2 separate regions of the Sus scrofa genome follow, and region 1 is linked to region 2. The links are chromatin contacts, called in public HiChIP or PLAC-seq maps. All regions are on one chromosome and are shown on one strand. The core of a region is the stretch at or near the end of the contact, and the rest is flanking DNA. Distances in the headings are between cores, read along the strand shown. Region 1 has its middle 29 kb from the start of AHCTF1. Region 2 overlaps CDC42BPA (serine/threonine-protein kinase MRCK alpha).

What was found. HiChIP or PLAC-seq counts read pairs in DNA pulled down with a chosen protein or histone mark.
Region 1: a contact with region 2 is called in an H3K27ac HiChIP or PLAC-seq map of alveolar macrophages. The contact joins two enhancer-like sites. A contact is called at or near these places in 1 of 47 Hi-C or Micro-C datasets (embryonic fibroblasts) and 2 of 2 datasets of contacts at active chromatin or transcription factors (alveolar macrophages and skeletal muscle).

The regions. Positions count from the first base shown.
Region 1 is chr10:15,011,043-15,014,551 of Sscrofa11.1, forward strand. No RefSeq gene overlaps it. Among named protein-coding and RNA genes, the nearest start is that of AHCTF1, 29 kb to the right of the region's middle. Within about 2 kb of position 1,504, at least 33 of the 83 cell types and tissues checked have an H3K27ac peak or open chromatin away from gene starts, as enhancers often do. A contact at or near this core is called in alveolar macrophages, where this site is marked.
Region 2 is chr10:14,666,637-14,670,287 of Sscrofa11.1, forward strand. CDC42BPA (serine/threonine-protein kinase MRCK alpha) reads right to left here. Exons shown (of 40, transcript XR_002336229.1): 35 at 1,196-1,319. Among named protein-coding and RNA genes, the nearest start is that of COQ8A, 71 kb to the left of the region's middle. Within about 2 kb of position 2,110, at least 2 of the 83 cell types and tissues checked have an H3K27ac peak or open chromatin away from gene starts, as enhancers often do. A contact at or near this core is called in alveolar macrophages, where this site is marked.

The DNA of each region.
Region 1 (3,509 bases), core at 254-2,753, 340 kb after region 2:
AGGTTCGATTCCTGGCCTCGCTCAGTGGGTTAAGGATCCGGCATTGCCGTGAGCTGTGGTGTAGGTCTCAGACATGGCTCAGATCCTATGTGGCTGTGGCTAGGGCTCTGATTCTACCCCCATCCTGGGAACTTCCTTGTGCCACAGGTGCAGCCCTAAAAAACCAATAAATAAATAAATAAATAAAACAGTAAATAAGGCAAAGATACAGCAATATCTCCTGGCTCAGACTTCACTAGTTTGCAGCACTTCCAGAATGTACATAAGAGTATATTCACAGCACATTTTACAATTCAAACAAAATGTCCAGTGTGGGCCTGATATGTACAATGTGTGTGCAAATCCATTGCTATGTGGCAGGAAGGGGGACCCCCTCCCAGGGCCCCGGCATGGGCTCTTGTCTGACTCTCAGGACTGAGTTGTCCAAGGAGACACCCGTGCTGAGAAAGCACGAGACCTACTGGGAAGGGGCGCCCGGGGTCCAGAGCAGCAGGAGAAGGAACCCAGGAGAACGGCTCAGCCACGAGGCTCACAGCCTCAGATTTTATGGGAATGGGGTTAGTTTCCGGGCTGTCTCTGGCCAGTCGTCTTGCTCGGCCTGTATTCAGTCTGGCTCAGGGTCCTTTCTGGTGCCACCTGCACCTCTCGGCCAAGATGGATTCCAGCGCCAAGGATCCTGGGAGGTTGGTTGTCTCCCCCTCCCGTAGGCCCCTCCCAAATCCTCCTGGTTAGTCTTCAGGGCTGCACCGCGTACCTTATCAGGGCCTGCCACTGTGACACAACGCTTGCAAGTGGCTATTACTGTGACTAGTCAACGTGGTGGCTCCAGTCGATGGTTCCCGGTAGATATAAACAAAAATATTGGAAAAAGTCTACATCGAGATGTTCAGTGAGCACTCCAGGATGATGGATTATGGATACTTTTTATTTCATTCGTTATACTTTTCTGGGTTTCCCCCAATTTTTCCATAATAAATAGGTCTTTTTATAACCAAAAAATGTTAATAAAGTGACAAGCTTGTTGGGTCAAAATGGTCATTTAAAGACAGTTCTCCGGAGGCCAGCTCTCCAAGAATTTATGTCACGCAGATAATTACACCACCTGTTACACTTGTGCGAAAACAGGACATGGAGAGCGTGGGATCTGGAATGCAGAAAGATTGTTACACGCATCAGATCTAGTTCAAACTAGCACAGCAGGGAGAGCTACCGAAAAATGAGCCAGAGCCCACCCTGGGGCACCCTGCTCACTTCCCCTGCCCACTGGGTGCCCCTGAGGAGATGTGGGCACTGGGTGTTCTCAGCAGCCTGCAGGAACGGCCTGTCCTTCTGTTCAGGTTTATTCAGAAGCCCCAGCAGCTTCTGGGTTTTTGTAGCCATTTTTCCCAATAGGAACAGGCCCGGAGGCAAAAACAAAACCAAACCAAACCACTGAAAGAGCCCTTAAAAGCCTAGAAAGGAAGAAAGGACAATGGAACGTGATGTAAGGGCAACTAAACAGCCAGTGACTCAGCGCTTCAGCGCCATCAACACCAGCTGCAGTCCGAGATGGCAGCCGCAGTGGCAGCTCGCAGACACACACACACACACACACACACACACACACACACACACACACACACACACACACACAGAGGCAGTGCAAACATCGCCTGGAGAGCAAAAATTCAGGCTCTTGGACGGTGCTTGGAGGCAAGGCACAGAATCAAAGATTTCTGGAGCTGTACACTTGGCAGAATGTATAAGGATGTTGCATGGTTTTGTTTGTTTGGGGGTTTTGTTTGTTTGTTTTTGTATTTTTAGAGCCGCACCCACAGCATGTGGAAGTTCCCAGGCTAGGGGTGGAATCAGAGCTGCAGCTGCCAGCCACAGCCACAGCAATGCCAGATCCCAGCCACGTCTTCGACCTACAGCACAGCTCAAGGCAATACCAGATCCTTAACCCATGCGCGAGGCCAGGGATCAAACTCTCATCTTCAGGGATACTAGTCAGATTCATTACTGCTGATACTGCTGAGCCATAGTGGGAACTCCAAGTATGTTGCGTATTAATTCAGCTTTCCAGTAACATCTTTTATTTTCATTCCCTAAGGAGCAGGACATGTATCCCTGGGGTCAATTTCTCCAAACTGGAACCAGGATCCACCTGCAAGCATGTCTCTCTCGCCTAGCTCTGACACGTCACAGGATGAAGTCTGATCAGCTTGGTGGAGTTCAGTGTCGGTTTCTCAGGAAGACTGGGCTGGGGAGGGGGGTGCAATTCTCACCCTTTGTGAGTCATGGGTGGAGGGGGGACTACAGCTGGGAGTGGGACTCTGTCCCATGGAATTTTGCAATCAAATACTCTACCCCTGAGCTATACCCCCGAGTCCCATGGAATTTTGACTCAGGCAGTAACTCCGTCTACAAATGTGTCATCTTCTGCACAGACACATTTCTTCATGATTTTAATTTTTTCCACTAGAGTTGGTTTAGAGCATTCTGTCAGTTTCTACTGTGCAGCAAAGCGACCCAGTCACACATATATACACATTCTTTTTCTCACATTATCCTCCATCATGTTCCATCATAAGCGACCAGACAGAGCTCCCTGTGCTCTACAGCAGGAGCTCATTGCTTATCCACTCCAAATGCATCCATTAACAACACAGATGAATTTTTTTAACTCAGCCTGTACCACGAGTCAGAGTCCTTGAAGTGACCTCTCCCTTGGAGCTGGTTTGGGTTGGTCCCTGCTCCTGCCGGCGGCTCCTCAACCACAGGACCCGCCCTGTAGACCCCTGCAGATTAGGGGTCTGAGGCCTGCCCATCACCATTAACCACCACACCCACACATGTGACTAGCACCGCTCCTAGGATGTGGTCCAAAAGCAACTTTTTGTCACCCACCGCTCCTTCAAATGTGTTCCGTGAGCTCTTCCCTGCCATTAGACTAAACACCATGGGCTCCAGACCTTTCCCGCTCTCTCTGGAGTATGGGATCAGTCTATGGACAGATGTTTAAATCACAAAACATAGTCTCATTTCAGAAACGAGGTGTCCGGGCTAAGCATCCAGAGGATGAATGCGGCAATCTTCATCCAAGGTGGGGTTTCACGGCGCTCCCCACGCCCAGCCTGCAGGTAGGAGCAGAGGTCAGGGCACAGCAGGCTCTCTGAGGCCCTGGCAGATGGTAAAAGGGACGCCTTCTTGGGTCTGATTTTTGTTTCAGGCTCAGGATGCCCTCCTTCTCCTGCCGGCTGCCCCTCCCTCACCTTCTCAGACCAACTCCCGGATCAAATTTAGAAGGTCTCCTGGCCTGCTCTCTCCATCAGGAGGCCCACAGTGGTTGGTTCCTGCTCTTAAACGAAGCCCTATTTCCTCTTTCTCCACCTATTCCCCCAGCCATGGCTGGAGCCTCCCCAGGAGTTCCCCCAAGTGAGGGTCTCAGGCTGGTTCTCCTCTTGTAACGTGATGGAGGTTACACCCCCCCCCAATGCCACCCCTCTTAGGGGGGCAATCCAGTCCTA
Region 2 (3,651 bases), core at 860-3,359:
ACTTAATTTTTTATATAAATTATGAAATGGATTAAAAAACAGAATGTACTAAATTAAATACTTAGAAGATGTTTTATATTTTAAATAAAAAATCTAGGATTTTTGGTGTGAAAACAGAGAAGGTTATTTATTTATTTATTTATTTCTGCTTTTTGGGGGTGCACCTGGGGCATTATGGGGTAGGGGTCCAAGCAGAACTACCGCTGCCAGCCTACACCACAGCCACAGCAACACCAGATCTGAGCCGTGTCTTCGACCTACACCACAGCTCACTGCAACCACAATGAGCGAGGTCAGGGATTGAAACGGCAAACTCATGGTTCCTAGTCAGATTTGTTTCTGCTGTACCATGATAGGAACACCTGGTAGTTCTATTTTTGGTTTTTTAAGGAACCTCTATACTGTTCTTCATTGTGGCTGCACCAATTTACATTGCCACCAGCAGTAAAGGAGAGTTTTTCTTTACACAGGAGGGTTATTTTAGTATTTAAATAACAAAGAAGCTGTACTCCATTTTACAGATAATTCTGAACATTTCATGTATGTCTTTTTATTTCTGTCTTTTTTTTTTTTTTTAAGGGCCGCACCCGCAGCATACGGAGCTTCCCAGGCTAGGGGTTGAATCGGAGCTGAAGCTGCTGGCCTATACCACAGCAACGCAGGATCTGAGCTGCATCGGTGACCACACCACAGCTCATGGCAATGCCAGATCCTTAACCCACTGAGCAAAGCCAGGGGTGGAACCTTCATCATCATGGTTGCTAGTCGGATTCGTTTCTGCTGAGCCATGAAGGGAATTCCAATGTATGTCTTTTTAAACAATTGCTAATATTTTACAAATGCTTTTGTATGTAACCAGAAACACTTCAAACCTATTTCTGTTTGGTCATTAAGAGAATAGTTAATCTATATAGATATGCTCTCTGTTTATAAAGGTCCACATTCTAAAAATTGTAACGATTCCACATACAGAGAGAAATGAATAAAAATATAGTACTTAAATCTAGTACATAATCACAATTTGGAGAGCATTAAAGTTACACAGAGAAATACATTCACTATTTTTAACACCAGAGATGATGAATGACAGATTTTACGAGATCAAATTTTGCTTCCAAATCAAATACAGTATTACTACCAAATAGTCTTTCCGATGCTATAAGCATCTTTGGATGAGTATAAATTAAATATCTACCTCCTCTGTTGCATCCTTTCCTCTTCTGGGACTCTGAAGGAATAACGCCTCTTATTATTAATATTTCTAACCATTTGTTTTCGACTATTATCTGATGTTTCAGGAACTACCAGTTCATCTCCTTCTGTTAAAAAAAAACAACAAAGGACAATGAAAGTGCTAAAATGCTTTTTAATCCATTGATCTCCAAGATGGTACAAATATCAATCAATTGTACAAGTATACGCAATTCTAAATTTTAAAAGTTGTATGTTGATAATCATAGTAAATAACCAACAATTCAATAAAATGTAAGTAAATACATGTTGAAATTAAACAGCTTGCAAAGTGTATTTTCCCTTTTATTTAATTATAAATATAAAATGGTACAATTTTAATGGAAGAAAAAAAGAAAGATGTGGTTGTCTTGGTGTCTGGCCACTTTGGCCAGCCCACTCCCAATGTCTCTACATGATCTTCTCCCTCCTCCCAGGTGCTCGCTTCACTGGCTTAGGGCGTTAAAAAGCTCTTATTGTTAATATCTGCACAGTAATCAGGCACCAATGGTAAATGACTGATGAAAATGGTAACAACTGAAATTATTTTATATATTAAAACATGTCCTTTGCAGATCTAATTTGCAAGGTACGGAGTAAAGGAAAGGAACTGCCTGCCTACTAGCTCCCTTTACTAAAGCTAAGAATCTCATCACTATGTCTACTCTTTCTGACCTTAACAGTATACACCCAGGCACCCAGTGCCCATCTATTTCACCTTCAGTATTGAGAAGCAAATAAAATTGTCAGCCATGGGCTCCCATGGGTTGGGGAATGGTGAACATGCTCTGAAAGAGATGACTGTATCCATACAGTATGATGATCGCCATTCTCCAAATAAGGAAAAAGAGAAAAGCCCATCTTTAGAGTGTTCAAATGAGAAAAAGGAAGTGGGAAGAAACCAGCATAAGATGATAAGTAATAGAGCAATGTTCTCCTGTATCATCATAATAGCTTAATCAGACTGCTTTCCTCACAACAGATGTTAAAAGGATAACATTTTAAAAGTAGATGAGAATTTGAGAACTGAGAAGCGCGAGGGTAAAGCAGATCTTGGTGAGCTGCAGTGGCTTTGCATAGCCGAGGCCTGTAAGAGCACTTGGCTCCTGAGAGCTGAAAGAGAAACAGACAAGCCAGAGAAACAATCTTAAGGAAATAGGATTTCCTTCCCTTTCTTTCCCTGGGCAAAGTTTAAGACAACTATGTTGAAATTTTGTCAGGTCTTCCTTCTCCAACCTCCACTTTTACCCCTAGCCTAGAGTAGAAAAATGAAAGTGTAAAAAAAAGACAAGCTGGACTAGAGTTTACCTGTAGAGATAAACTGGGTAATGGACACCTTTTACCATCATCATGGTCACATACAGTGAGAACAGGGTGGATTTAATCTTATGCAAATATTTAGAGTTCCTCCAAGAAACATGTATAAAATAAAATATAGGGCTGTAGAACTGAGGCGCCTAAAGCTCCAGTTTCATTAGCTTCAAAGTGATGCTCTCTCTGAGCAGAGTCATTTCTAATACAGGAATATCCTTTCTCAAGTCACACTGGAGCATCCTTTGAGCATCGGACTTCTCCTACAGTCACAGACTATATACCAAGAAGTCTCCAGTGCCAAGAGGAGGTACCAGAGCTTCAAATCCGAAGCTAAGCAGTTAGTGTATGTTTTAGTACTTGAAAACACACAAATAAAACAAAAAAAAAAACTTTTGATTTTTTTTTTCTGATAGACTATACAAATGTATTGGAAAAATAAAGAAGACAAAAGAAAAGGATAAAGATAATAATCTCACTCCCAGAGATAACTGGTATTAAACATTTTCATGTTTTCTTGATGCCAGTATTTTTAACTTATATTTTAGTCAATTTATTTCTTTTTTATTATTTATTTATTTATTTTATTTTATTTATTTATTTATTCTAAGGGCCAGAACTGCAGCATACAGAGGTTCCCAGGCTAGAGGTCAAATCAGAGCTGTAGCTGCTGGCCAGATCTGAACCATGTCTGAGATCTACACCACAGTTTACGGCAACGCCGGATCTTAACCCACTGATTGGGGCCTGCATCCTCATGGATGCTAGTCAGATTTGTTTCCACTGAGTCATAATGGGAACTCCCATTTAAGTTAATTTAAATCATTTAAAATACATAATAAACCATAATTATATCTTCATTAACTAGATCCACCACAAAAGATCATACATCTAAGAATCTGTTTTTATCTCTGTTACAGAGAAATCTGCTGCTAGGACATGAGAATAACTTTATTGTAAGAAGACAGCATTATAACAATACCTGTTAAAAGCGAGTTTTTAACTGTTCAGGCACACTCTGGCTGGCACCCAACTTACTGAATGAGACGTGGGCAGTGTCCCCAGCTAGGACTCACTTCGCTGCTTTTGACATTGCCCCTCTTGTCTGCA